2 separate regions of the Zea mays genome follow, and region 2 is linked to region 1. Evidence: chromatin contacts called from public Hi-C data. All regions are on one chromosome and are shown on one strand. The core of a region is the stretch at or near the end of the contact, and the rest is flanking DNA. Distances in the headings are between cores, read along the strand shown.

Evidence for each region. Hi-C and Micro-C count contacts between places; a contact is called where the count stands out from the background.
Region 2: a contact with region 1 is called in a Hi-C map of endosperm, with 4 times the contacts expected there. The contact joins the promoter of LOC100381655 here to the promoter of LOC100284948 in region 1. A contact is called at or near these places in 4 of 25 Hi-C or Micro-C datasets (ear, endosperm, leaf and 1 more).

The regions. Positions count from the first base shown.
Region 1 is chr9:150,286,495-150,293,742 of Zm-B73-REFERENCE-NAM-5.0, reverse strand. LOC100284948 (transmembrane 9 superfamily protein member 1) reads left to right here and starts at 3,308. Exons shown (of 7, transcript NM_001157843.1): 1 at 3,308-3,517; 2 at 3,980-4,020; 3 at 4,122-4,707; 4 at 5,092-5,229; 5 at 5,463-5,619; 6 at 5,710-6,194; 7 at 6,656-7,094. The coding sequence starts at 3,363. The coding sequence ends at 6,875.
Region 2 is chr9:150,523,170-150,530,417 of Zm-B73-REFERENCE-NAM-5.0, reverse strand. LOC100381655 (Glutamate decarboxylase 1) reads left to right here and starts at 4,160. Exons shown (of 5, transcript NM_001174470.1): 1 at 4,160-4,340; 2 at 4,550-4,754; 3 at 4,892-5,092; 4 at 5,196-5,717; 5 at 5,806-6,500. The coding sequence starts at 4,255. The coding sequence ends at 6,264.

The sequences.
Region 1 (7,248 bases), core at 2,059-4,558:
TACCTCGCCGTCGTCCACCTTCTCTTTGTCGGGCCGACGGCGAGGCGGGGAGCCGTCTTTGGAAGACTGCTCGCGCCGCTCGCTGACGCGTTTTGCAAGGTCAATGATCTCGCGACACTCTGCGGCGCTGTGGCGACCATGCGGGTGCACAGGGCATGAACCGCTGCTACCCTTCTGTGGCCGCAGGCGTTTGTTGTGGTCGCACTGGCCTCCGGTCGCTGCTGCGACCACCAGAGCGGTGGACCGTGGCTTCTGGTAGTCGCGATCCTTCTTCTTTTTCTTCTTTCCATCCCGGAGGACGGCCCTCGAGCCACCCGACTGGGTAGCTCCAGTTTGTGGGGCCGAGTGCCACGCACAGCCCTCGGCGGCTCTGGCACACTTGTCGCCCAGAGCGAAGAGCGTGGGGATAGTTTCCACGTCATGTGTGGCCAACTTCTCCAATATTTTTTCATCACGTACTCCCTGTCGGAAGGTCATGATGGTAGAAGCATCAGAAATACGAGGTATCGTACCTCGCACCTTGGTGAAGCGGGAGATGAACTTCCGGAGGGTCTCCTCTCGCTCCTGCCTCACTGCATGGAGGTGGGCCTCCACACCGTGCTGTTGGTAAGCACTGGCGAAGTTCGCCACGAACCGCGCATAGAGTTCTTCCCAGGAGTAGACTGATCCCGGGGTGAGGTTCATGAGCCAGGTCTAGGCTGGTCCAGACAAGGCCACATGAAAATATGTTGCCATCACAGCGGTGTTTCCACCTGCTGCCGTGATGGCGGTAACGTACACCTGCAGGAACTTCAATGGGTTCGTCGTTCCGCCGTATTTTTCCGGCAGGTGCGGCCGGAACTTGGGTGGCCAGGACGCCGCGCGGAGATGATCCGCAAGAGCGGCGCTGCCCACACCGGCCAAGGGGACGCCTGTTTGGGACCAGGTGCCCATCGGTGTCTGCGGCGCAACCGTAGCGAAGTCTCGGTCGAGGTCGCGACCATCGATGTTTTGGCGGCGCTCGCGCGCCCTTTCCAAGGATACCCGGGCGTCCTCTCCCGCACGCCTGTGCGGTTGAGCTCTGCCCGGAGGTCGTTGGTCTGTGCGCCCCTTACTGAGGGCGAGCGCACCGATGCTGATGCCTCGTGTTGGCGCCGGGATGACCGCGTCTTCGACCTGGTCGAGGTAGAATGCGCCATACTGAGCAGTCGGTCGACGTCGTCCCGCCATTGCTTCATGGCTCCTGGTGAAGCCGTGGAGCTTGGAGGGTGTCGCAACAACTCCCTGGCTGCTGACAACGCCCCCGGAGACTCCCTTGATGGAGTCCAGGACATTTGCGCTACCGTGTGCTGCCGTGCGGCGTGCATAATAGGAGTGACTGGTGCCGGGCGACTGGGAACTTGCGGTGTGGAGGAAACAACTTCTCTCTCCACCGCAAAGTCAACCGAAGTCTCGGCGCGATGCTCAATGATCTGCACCATCATGCTTGGGCAAGGGATCAAGCGAAAACCTAATGCCTAGGCCCCTACCTGGCGACTGGCGCGCCAAATGTCGGAGAGTAAATCTCCGGTCGGGTGGCGGAGTGCACCCGCCCTAAATCCCGAGATGAGGAGGGGCTTAGGCGTTTTGCTTGATCGTTAGAATGAACGGGAAGAACTCAAGAACACACAAGGATTTAGAGTGGTTCGGGCCGCCGGAGCGTAATACCCTACTCCACTATGAGATGTATTGCTTGTGAGCTTGCGAGTCTAAGGTGTGTCCTAAGATTGCGTGTGTGTAACGTCGCATGCCTCCCCTTTTATAGCTGAAGGGGGCATGCACAAAGGGACTAGGCCCCGACATGTGGGCCCAGGGACATAAGGAATATAGTGCTTGGAGCCTACTAATGTCTGTTGCCGAGACAATCTTCTTGTGCCCTGACACCCGAGATCTGCGTATCCTCGGCGTGCAGGGGAAACTTCTTGTAGAAGGGAGGATGAGTCAAGCGCACCACTCGGCACGGGCGCACTGTTTGCCAGCAGACCTAGCAGGCGCACCGCATCCTGGATGACCTTGACGCCGCCTGCCAGTGGATGGGACGGAACACATTAAATGCTGAGAGGGCGCGTCGCCTGTCAGCGCAGTGGCAGGCGGCGCGTCCTTTCCCCAATAAATGCAGGGGCTGCATGACTTCACGTCAGGTTCGGCCCGATAGCTTATGTCATGGGCCACAAGCGGCGGGTCTCCGCTTGAACGAGAAGTGGAGGGCAAGGCCCGGACACGTGTCAGCACCGGACCCCTGCTCATACCAGGGTCCTCCTTGTTCCGGGACCCTGCTGAGGTTCGGACCTATTCGGAGGCTCCGAACTTATATGTATAGGGGTTTGGTGTCCTTCTACGGGGGTTCGGACCTACCGGAATGTGTCGTCTTTTCTTGCCACGTGGCGCCCTTTGGCCTAAAAGAGAATTGTATTCCTCTTATGGTTTAGGGTACCGACAATTTCATTCCTAAAAGAGAATTGTATTCCTCTTAGCAGGTGAGAAGTATTGACTTTTTCCCGACAATAATGAATGTGTGTCTGATTTTTTTATTTTAGTTTATTTTCAGCAGATTTTCTATCTTATCTATTATTTTAAATTTTAGAATATAAGCAGTATTAAACAGTGTTATCTATTTTACGTTAGCCGCAGAAGACACTGTAGTGTTTGGTTGAGGAGCCAAGTAGAACGGAGTCGTTCCATCCCTGATTTTAGGAACGGAGCCGCTCTGTTCTGTGTTTGGTAATCTGGAACGGAGCGGCTCTGTTTTTTGTTTGGTTGCAGAGTGAACGGAACGGAGCGTGACTGTGAGAGCGGGATGGGAACGGAACGACTCCGTCCGGTTGATTTTTTGGAGCGGAATGGTTCCGGATCTGAGGAGAATATTCCCTAATTGAAGCCATTCCGTTCTAGTTACTTGGTAAAAAAAGCAACAAAACTAGAACAGAACGGCTCCATTCTACTTGGTTCTTCAACCAAACACTACCTTAAAAACAACTACAGTATCTGAAATGGGGGAAAAGGCGCGCAGAAACTTGAGTTGGACTCAACCGGCCGCTAGATCGTGTCAAACCGACGGACGCACCAAGACAAGTGGGTTAGCTCGCGGTCGCGGACCAGTACTCCGTCGCCACCTTCCACCACCGAACCTGAGAACGCCATTCGAGGAGTTCAGGTCTCCAAGCCAAACCCGACCCAGACCTTCAGATCTCCCTTCCCTTCCGTTCCTGTTCCTCTCTATTAAGCAGCAAGCAAAGCGCCACTCTCAATCCACCTCAGGCCTCGCTCAGATCTCTCCGCCCGGGTCCATCTTCCCACCCCAAACCTTCTCCCGCCTCTCTCGTCAACGCCGCCCGACGAGAGGGATGGCGGCCTTGCGGGCTCCGGCCGCAACGCTCCTCGTCCTCCTCGCCCTAGCGGCGGCCGGCGGCGTGGCGGCCGACGGCTCCGATCACCGGTACAAGATTCGCGAGCCCGTCCCGCTCTACGCCAACAAGGTCGGCCCATTTCACAATCCCAGGTGAGGCCTCACCCTTCAGATTCCTGTCGTGACGAATGGTTCGTGGGTGCTGGGTAGGGATCGGATCCGTTTGGTTCGTGAGATGTGCGGATTGTTCCTGCCGGATCTCATGGGCGAATGTTCGTGTGGGTTTTGTGCCACTTCGGTCAACGCCGACAGGTTTATAGATCTAGTAGACAAAACCGGGAACTGTAATAGGGAGCGAGTGGGATTGCAATTGATTCAGTAACCTTTAGGACCTTCTCGTAGGGTTTATATTTTGCTTCCTACCGAGCCTGTATAGGTATATGACCAAATTATGAATTTTACAGCTGGTCTGGATTGAATATAATTCCTCGAGCTGTGAATCTGTTACTTTTAGGCGTTGGATCTGTGGTGAAGGAGAACAATTATGGTACAAGCTAACATAGGTTATACAATTATGGTGATTGCTATTCTAACATCGTTCCATTTTCATTGCAGTGAAACATATCGATATTTCGACCTGCCTTTCTGCTCTCCTGGTTAGTTTGTGTTAATTTGAAGTCTTTTGCTCACCGAGCTAGAATAGCAATGATTAGTTTCTCAAAACATGTAGTGTGCTAATCAACTGTATCCACGGCAGACAAAGTGAAGGAGAAGAGCGAGGCCCTTGGGGAGGTTCTCAATGGGGATCGGTTAGTTGATGCGCCTTACAAGCTTGATTTCCGTGACGAAGTTGAGTCCAAGGCAGTTTGCTCAAAGAAGCTTACTACAGAGGATGTAGTGAAGTTCCGGAATGCAGTGGCTAAGGACTACTACTTCCAGATGTACTATGATGATCTCCCACTGTGGGGCTTCATCGGTAAAGTTGAGAAGGGCGGCAAGGATGATCCGAGCGAGTGGAAATACTATCTGTACAGGCACATCATCTTCGACATCCTATACAACAACGACCGGGTGATCGAAATCAATGTGCACACTGATCAGAGTGCATTGGTTGACCTGACAGAGGATAAGGAGACCAATGTGGAATTCCTGTACTCAGCCAAGTGGAAGGAGACACCAACACCATTCGAGAAGAGGATGGAGAAGTACTCCAGCTCCTCCAACATGCCACACCACCTGGAGGTTCATTGGTTCTCAATTATAAACTCTTGTGTTACTGTCCTCCTCCTCACAGGGTTCCTTGCAACTATCCTCATGCGAGTATTGAAGAATGATTTTGTCAAGTAAGGGCCTCCCATCTTCATTTGCCTGTTAATATGAGTAATTGCATTGTTGTGGACGGTAACCATTTATATCATAAACAATGACACACTATAAAGAATTCTAATTTTGTTCAATTGTTGCCTTAAATAGGAGAAAAAATACATTTGCTCTTTGATTTGCTTTTTTCTTACCGGAAGTCAGATTCAAGGGGTTTGTGTTTTTGTGTTATCTTTCAATATATTCGGCTAACTTCATGGATAGCACATCCAACCAAATAATATTTCATCTCTATATGATTTTGGACTGGAGAAATTGTTTTCTATTTATTGTAGGCAGTAAAAATCCTTAATGCTTGTACTCCTGTGCCTGTATGTTTACTTGAAACTGTACATCTTCACTTGAAGGTATGCCCATGATGAGGAAGCAGCCGATGACCAGGAAGAGTCTGGATGGAAGTATATCCATGGTGATGTCTTCAGGTTCCCAAAGAATAAGTCGCTATTTTCCGCTGCTCTTGGCACAGGAACTCAACTATTTGCTCTGTAAGTCCATGTGGCTGTTTTCTCTCTTTAGGGCTAGTTTGGAAACCCCATTTTCCCGAGGGATTCCTATTTTCCTATGGGAAAATGAACTAATTTTCCTTAGGAAAATGTAAATCCCTTGGTAAAATGGGGTTCCCAAAGTAGCCCTTATAATATTTTCCAGGCCTGAAATTATTCCTCCAGCTCATTTTTTTACAAGGTATCTAACAATCTTTTCTGTGGCACCTCTGCAGCACAACCTTTATATTCCTTCTTGCACTTGTCGGAGTATTCTATCCTTACAACCGTGGTGCACTATTTACTGCATTGGTTGTCATTTATGCACTCACTTCAGGAATTGCTGGATACATTGCTACCTCTTTCTATTGTCAGTTGGAGGGGACAAACTGGGTATGTACTGCCTTTCCCTTGTATGTATATGACAATTGAAACACTATTTTCTTTAATGGTAGTAATATTGCATTTTGCATCCGTCTGCAGGTGAGGAACTTGCTATTGACAGGATGCCTATTCTGTGGACCTCTCTTCCTGACATTTTGCTTCTTGAACACCGTTGCTATTGCTTATAGTGCCACAGCAGCACTGCCCTTTGGCACTATCTGTGTCATTGTGCTCATCTGGACCTTGGTCACATTTCCTTTGCTTGTTTTGGGAGGTATTGCTGGCAAAAACAGCAAAAGTGAATTCCAAGCTCCTTGCCGTACCACAAAATACCCCAGGGAGATTCCTCCACTTCCGTGGTACCGGAGAACTATTCCACAGATGGCTATGGCCGGGTTTTTGCCTTTCAGTGCCATATACATCGAGCTGTACTACATCTTTGCTAGTGTTTGGGGCCACAGGATTTACACAATCTACAGCATTCTGTTTATTGTCTTTATCATCCTCCTTATCGTCACTGCATTCATCACAGTTGCACTGACATACTTCCAGCTTGCTGCTGAGGACCATGAGTGGTGGTGGAGGTACACTATTTTTCTCTAAATCTTGCTTTCAAATGAAATACTAATGTGCCGACGCTCTTAAAGAAATAGTAACATGGAAAGGAAAAAAATTCAATTGAGTAGCAGATTATATTTTACTAAGTCATATCACTGTAACCTACTTCAACTTGTTGAGAGCCTAGAAGCAATTCTTGTGGTTGGTTTATCCGAAGTTTAGCGATTCAGTAGCAGATATATTGTTTGCTAAGTCTATTATATCAGTATAACCTACTTCAACTTGTTGAGAGCCTACAAGCTATTCTCGTGTTCGTTTTTTCTTTTTGCCACACTATTAGATTTCCTGATTAGTTCTCCCTTTAACAAATTTGTCACTAGAGGTAGTTAAGCCAAATGCCACACAGGCAAAATGGTTGACCGATTAAGTATCCTGCCCCTTTCAACATTTTGGATCAAATGCAGCGCCTGATTTGTTTATGCTGCAGGTCATTCCTATGCGGAGGATCAACTGGATTTTTCGTATACGGCTACTGCCTGTACTACTACTATGCGCGATCGGATATGTCTGGCTTCATGCAGACATCTTTCTTCTTTGGCTACATGGCCTGCATCTGCTATGCATTCTTCTTGATGCTTGGGATGGTGGGCTTCCGTGCCTCCTTGTTCTTTGTCCGCCACATATACAAATCTATCAAGTGTGAGTGAGCTGTTGTTGGAAGATCAAGAGCAGCAGAGCTGTACCCGTTTTTGGTGCCACCGAGAAGTCCCAAATATAGAAAAAAAATGGTTTGCTCTCGCGTGCAACAGGAGCAGCTAGTGATTGCCATGTTTCAGATTAGGCCATTATTTATAGTAACAGCTAATGAACCTATAAATTTGTTCCGTTCATGGGACTGCTATGATAAAATCGTCTTTTTTTGTCCGATGTATTATCTCCCAGTGACGTCAGACGGCATATAACTTTGTTGGAACCGTGGCATGCCAGCGGTAATTGCTGAATATCTCTAAGTCGTTACAGTAATGACCAAAGGTCGTTCAGTAATTATTCAGTCATTACCGGGAATGACCGAAAGTTGTT
Region 2 (7,248 bases), core at 2,911-5,410, 240 kb before region 1:
CATTCACATTCAGATTCAGGTAGGTAATGGGTCACAATTCAAATATTTATGATTCATTTAAGCCTTTAATTAATTTTAGTTTAAAAATAAATAGAATTAGAATTTAATTCTAATCTGATTCAATCTAATTTTGTAGTGTAAAATTTAGAACTTATTGTTGCCACTACACAGGCGTACTAAGAAATGCCCATAGAGATCAGTAACAAGGGCGCAACGTGTGCCCATTTTTACATCCGAGAGGCAAGATCGAACCACAACTCCTTGATTCCAAAACACTCAGCGCCGTCAATACCTAAAGATAATCTAGAAAAGTTGAAGCGGCGTGTACGTGGTCGACTGGTCGGTTGGAGCTAGCGGACGCATGAACAAGTCCTCGGATTCCTTGCTTTGGGCAAATAAGCAAGCACCGGTTCGTTGTTTCGTGTGAAAAAAAATATTCCAGCATGATTCCACCCAGGGAAGGCGGGTATGTGCGAACACGCAAGACAATTTCTCGGTGCCTGATTTGCTAAGTCGACTCGGAGAACATATCTGGTACACATAAAAGCTTAGTGCACATGGTGTACATATTAAATCATCATTATCCATTTTAGATCTAACGTCTCTGGTTGATTATTGCAATTTACAAATAACAACTTCCACCACTAGACCTCATCACGTCGGAGGGTGTTCTTAGCAAAATATATCAAACAAATAGAGACGTTAGATTTAAGATGGGTGGTGATAATTTAATATGTGCACCATGTGCACTAAACTTCCATGTGTACTAGATATGTTCTCAGTCGACTCGATGTCAAATTAAATCACATGTCAGCTATAGCTAGATTATTTGGGTCGTCACGTACCATAGAACACATAGGATATATCACACTTACGTGATGAATTTACAAACAGGCCAAAAAAAAAAACAATCACGCTTACGTGACCAAGAACGGCTAGTTTTTTGTTATTTAACAAACTAGCAAAGTAATCGTTGAACCTCATGTCCGAGAAGGATCCTTTGGGGGGCAAAGACGTCACTAGAGATGGTAATTGGTGAAGACCCACCGAGTTTGCTACCCAGATTTGACCCTTTTAGACTAAAAACTTCTCGCTTCAATACTCGTACCCGTGGGCGAGTACAATTCCACATTCATACTTGGACTCGTCGGATATTCCGTACCCGATGAGTACCCATATCCATCTAGAGTGGTAGAGTTACGTCTGTCTATCCAACTTAGTTTATGGTGAATGGTGAGTATCGAGCGACAACATCCGACCTTCCGTCTTCCATCTTCTAGGTGTGGGCGTGTCGTGTGCCTGCGGCTTGGTCGCTTCGATTGTACATTAACGAAGAGTCGCATCGTAGAAGCTTCGAGCCTTGAACGTGTTTTACTGTTTTGGCTGGTTATCTGCATACTGCTGCCATATGTCCCAAGGCATATGTAGCGTATAGTTACATATCTGAGCAAACGAAGGAAGGAGTTGAAATAGAATCCAAGCCCAGGTGTGGCTAACTCCAACGAGGACTAGGCAAGCATTTCAGGCTTGACTGAACATCGGGATAAATCTCTGCGTCTGTGTGCTCTGCTCTGTGTTGTGTCTCTGTCTTTCTTACTTTTTATATCTGCACTTCAACACTTATTTGTGCTACAAGTTATATTTAAAGTGTAGGGTATCTTAAGACAGGATCTTCTATTCCGCTGCAACCTACTCGAAGGATTCTTCATTCCACTGCGTTCCAGTCTTCGAGTAGAGTAAGAAATTAAGGTTTCAAAGTGATAATTATTATTCGCCTATTCACCCCCCTCTAGGCGATATCCAGATCCTGTTCCCGGGCAAAGGGAACTTTCAATGATATGTTCAGAAATAAACTCAATTATCTTCTTACGTGTTATATTCTTTGAAGGAATAGCCTCGATCTTTGTAGTGAAGCAATAAATACAAACCAAGATTAAGTGATGTTCCTTTAATGATGGAGAATGAATTTGACCAATGGAGTTTAACCCCAACAATGAAAAGGCCATAGTTTGACGATAGGATAAAACATAATGCAAAATATTGCTAAAATGTTGACACTCTTCACAAACTTTGTAGTAGTGAAAAATAATCGACCATCATAGTATCCTAATACAAACTAGCTCTATGCAACAACCATTTCATCTTCGTAACCAATCGATGTGCACCACAAATATCTTCATAAGCGATCAATAGCTACTCTTGCTTCATCGTAATTCAAACACTTAATCAACAAGCTTTTGGCAGTCCTTCGGTATATCGATTGAATCCAACTGGTCCATTTGTTGAGCTTCATAAAATCTCAATTGTCCTTTATTAATGGATGATTGGATCACTCGACAAAACGCATTGCAATTAAAAGTATTATGACCAAATGAGTTATACCACTTGTAACATGACAAATCTCAACTTGTCATGTATGCGTGATTGCATACGTGATGAAGGTAGAGTCCGGTCTTTCAAACCCTCCTTCGGTTTGATGCACCATGGACGTCTGCCGCGTCTGACGTAGCAGCTGATCGAACTGCTGCCAATTCAGCGACCATTTTGCGAAACTTGGAAAATTCAAACAGCTGGTGGTTACGACCGAAACATCAACCGCAAGAAAAAAAAAAGACTGGGCTTTCGGAGCAGTGAGAAACAGGAGACAGACGAAGTGGCCTGTGTGGCCTACACCTACCACCACAAATCCACGAACAAGCAGCAGCAGCAGCAGCAGCCCATTCCATTCCACAGGCGGCACTCTGTTTTGTACTCCCTCCGTTTCTTTTTATTTGTCGCTGGATAGTGCAATTTTACACTATCCAGCGACAAATAAAAAGAAACGGAGGGAGTATAGGAGTAGCAAGTAACCTAAGGATGGATGTGGATGTGGTACAGCCTCGTGCAGCCGTGCCGGGCTATCTGGAAAGGCACGCGGGGAGTCGGTCGGTGGGGCAGGACCGACGGGACGCGGCGACCACCCATACCGTGCGCGACAAACTGCGCGTGGCCTTTTCTTGGACGGAAAGCCGGTGGATCCGACGCGCCCGCGGGTTGCCGCGGCACGGGCACGGCACGCAGGAGGGGAGCCTGGGAGGCTGGACTGGTGCCGGGCGGTTTTGCCGCCTACCCCCCGCCGCGCAAACCGGCGTCCGGACGGGCTGGTGCGTCTCCCGCCGACTCCGCCTGCGCCTGCGCCGTGACACGGATGCCACGAGCCCACGCACGACCCTGGCTTCCGCGACCGCGCTGCCCGAGAGCAGAACCCGGCCGCGGCACGCAGTTTTGGCACCGCGCCTGCCGCCCGTACGGAGCAGACGGCAGAGCGAGCGTGCTTCTGGCTTGTGGGTCGCTCGTGAGTGGAGCGTTTAGCTTATGCCTGTTCTCACTTTCTTAAATTAGTGCACGTAAAACCAGCGACGGAGGGTTCCTTTTTTACTAGTGCTATTTTTTTAACCGGTTTGTCACCGACAGAAGCGTATGTATATACATGTCAAACGTACTAGTACACTCGGTCTTTTTACATACATATGGTTTGCTCGTTCCTTACTGGTTCAGTTTGTTTTTGTTTCCAGGAGTAGGAACTCTGTACTGCTACACGGCACGGCCCCTCCCTGCTCCCTCGGGTCAAAACTCAAAAGCCTTCATTTTGATCACGGCCAGCCGGTCAGGTCATTTCTTTATTATTTTCATGTCGTTATTTTCTTTCTCGTTTTTTGGGTGATGCGAAGAGCCAAACGGGAGCTTAAATATTGACCAGTGTCCTTCTGGAGCAAATTAACTTTGACTCTCACCAAGACGTGTTTTTTGCATATACATGGACTGATGGACTGATCTGTTTCTTTTATGCGAGAACAAGTACTATATGGTAAGCGAGAACTCGCAGTGGTGGGAACAAAGCCCATCGCAGAAACGGCACCACCACCGCTGCTCTCTCGCTTCGATTTGCCTTGCCATCTAGATTCTAGATAGACTGCTACTGCTACCGTCCTTACGACGCGAGAAGTGGCCTGCTATTGCTAGAAGCCCGGGGTCACTTTCTTTGAACGTACGCCGTACGCGTATACACACATGCTAAAGCATCAGGTCTCCTGCCTGCCCCTTCCTTGCCCGGGCCAGCCTCGCCGCTTGGGGCGCGCATAAATACCAGCGCGGCCGCGGTACCCCTGCCACAGACACACAACACACAATCCCCTGCAACTGCAAGTCGTCTTCTTCCCCAAGCCTAAAACCAACAACAGTTTGGCAGATCGCCCGGCTCGATCGATCGCAGCCATGGTGCTCTCCAAGGCCGTCTCCGAGAGTGACATGTCCGTGCACTCCACGTTCGCGTCGCGCTACGTCCGCTCGTCTCTCCCAAGGTACGCACCCATTATTCCCCCCCACTACTCCCCTTAATTCGCAGCTGTTCTTGCAATTGGACCGGCCGGCGACTCCATCTCGCGTGAACATGTTCTTCTTGCCGGTGTTTGTGTGCTGGAACGGCCGGTTTATCTGCAGCTGCTAGTGGCTATGGCTTTGAGCACTGACATACTGACTTTTGGTCCGTGCCCGCGCGCCCGCGCCGCAGGTACCGCATGCCGGAGAACTCCATCCCCAAGGAGGCGGCGTACCAGATCATCAACGACGAGCTCATGCTCGACGGGAACCCGCGCCTCAACCTGGCGTCCTTCGTCACCACCTGGATGGAGCCCGAGTGCGACAAGCTCATCATGGCCGCCATCAACAAGAACTACGTCGACATGGACGAGTACCCCGTCACCACCGAGCTCCAGGTACATCATCATCACCCTCAGCAACGATCTTTTTGATCGGAGAGTTCTTGGTTGGCTGACCAAAAGCCAGTTCCAGCAGAACCGACTCAGATTTTGTGTCTTCTCTCTCCTGACACTCGACTGCGGCGACATTGCAGAACCGGTGCGTGAACATGATCGCGCATCTCTTCAACGCGCCGTTGGGCGAGTCCGAGACGGCGGTGGGCGTCGGCACGGTGGGCTCGTCGGAGGCCATCATGCTTGCCGGGCTGGCCTTCAAGCGCAGGTGGCAGAACAAGCGCAGGGCCGAGGGCAAGCCGTTCGACAAGCCCAACATTGTCACCGGCGCCAACGTCCAGGTACTAACAGTTCGTTTTCATTCGGCCCCCAAATCCCAACAAGCTAGGCGACGAATCTCGGCTCTAAACCAGTCGCGCGCGATCGCCCGTTTGAGTCCTGCAGGTTTGCTGGGAGAAGTTCGCGAGGTACTTCGAGGTGGAGCTCAGGGAGGTGAAGCTGCGCGACGGCTACTACGTGATGGACCCCGAGAAGGCGGTGGAGATGGTGGACGAGAACACCATCTGCGTCGCCGCGATCCTGGGCTCCACGCTCAACGGCGAGTTCGAGGACGTGAAGCTGCTCAACGACCTGCTCCAAGCCAAGAACAGGGAGACCCGGTGGGAGACGCCCATCCACGTGGACGCGGCGAGCGGCGGCTTCATCGCGCCCTTCCTGTACCCGGACCTGGAGTGGGACTTCCGCCTGCCGCTGGTCAAGAGCATCAACGTCAGCGGCCACAAGTACGGCCTCGTCTACGCCGGCATCGGCTGGTGCATCTGGCGCAGCAAGGAGGACCTGCCGGAGGAACTCATCTTCCACATCAACTACCTCGGCGCCGACCAGCCCACGTTCACGCTCAACTTCTCCAAGGGCTCCAGCCAAGTCATCGCGCAGTACTACCAGCTCATCCGCCACGGCTTCGAGGTCGGCACCGCCTTTTTTTATTGAAGATAAACCGATCAGGCATGATGACCGACTCACTCACCTCGCAACCAATCAAACAATAATGCAGGGGTACAGGAACATCATGGAGAACTGCCACGAGAACGCCATGGTGCTCAAGGAGGGCCTGGAGAAGACGGGCCGCTTCGACATCGTGTCCAAGGACGAAGGCGTCCCGCTGGTGGCCTTCTCCCTCAAGGACCGCAGCCGGCACGACGAGTTCGAGATCTCGGACATGCTGCGCCGCTTCGGCTGGATCGTGCCGGCATACACCATGCCCCCCGACGCGCAGCACGTCACGGTGCTCCGCGTCGTCATCCGGGAGGAGTTCAGCCGCACCCTCGCCGAGCGCCTCGTTCTCGACATCGAGAAGGTGATGTACCAGCTGGACGCGCTCCCGTCCAGGCTCCCGCCCCCTCCCCCGGCGGCGCCGCTGCTCAGGAAAAAGACGGAGCTGGAGACGCAGAGGTCGGTCACGGAGGCGTGGAAGAAGTTTGTGCTCGCCAAGAAGACCAACGGCGTCTGCTAGTGACGCTTCCACCGCTACACACAACACTACCATGGTCAACGGGCCTTCTTCCGTGCTGATTTGAGTGAGCACCGCGATATCTAGGTAGTCTAATATGCTTCGTGTCTTTCCGTAATTTGTGCATGCAGTTGCTATGCACCGAGTGAGTTGCTATATATGTTCGATAGCAACAGTTTTTTTCTCCCCAATGCAAGGAAGAGAGTAATAGTTGAGGCTGGTGTCGATTATTGTTATCCATGCCCATGCGCGTGCAGTTATTACCTCCATTCTAAACTGTAATCTATTTTAATTTCTTCAGAGAGTCAAAGCACCTCAAGATTTATTAAAACTATAAGAATTATAAAATTTCGTCATATCAGATAGATATACTATAAAAATATATATAGATAACACAAAAATCTAGCCTATCCTGTTTGTAGCATGAACTAGATCTTGACCTTGGTATTTATCACATATAAGTGAGCTTCTCTAACTCTCATGTGAGATGATCGGTTGTTCTTGTATTTTTATATCAGTTTGTATCCACTCTATTGGAACAATTTATATCCACTCCATAAGAAGGCACTGCTGCTTCCGCAAATTTATCTATTCCCCATAAATCTTAAGGATGCCAACAATCACTAGTTTTTGATGATTTGGTTTGCCACATGTTTGACACCACATCTTTTGGCCATGCCTATGCATGGCCAAGTTTGTAGATGGAAGAATTGTTGTTCTTCACCGAACAACATATCTTGATGGCTCTTATATTCGAGAGCTTGAGCATACAGTTCATTGATTAAAATCGGCTCTACTCTTGTGTCTACAAATGGTACTAGTGGGGTATAACCAACATGAAGGCCATTATATATATATATATATATATATATATATATACACTAGCTGGATGTCCGTGCGTTGTAACGGGAATATATAATATCAGTATACTACGATAACTTATATACAAAATCTGTGTTATATTGTTATGAGAAAATGTTTCATAAT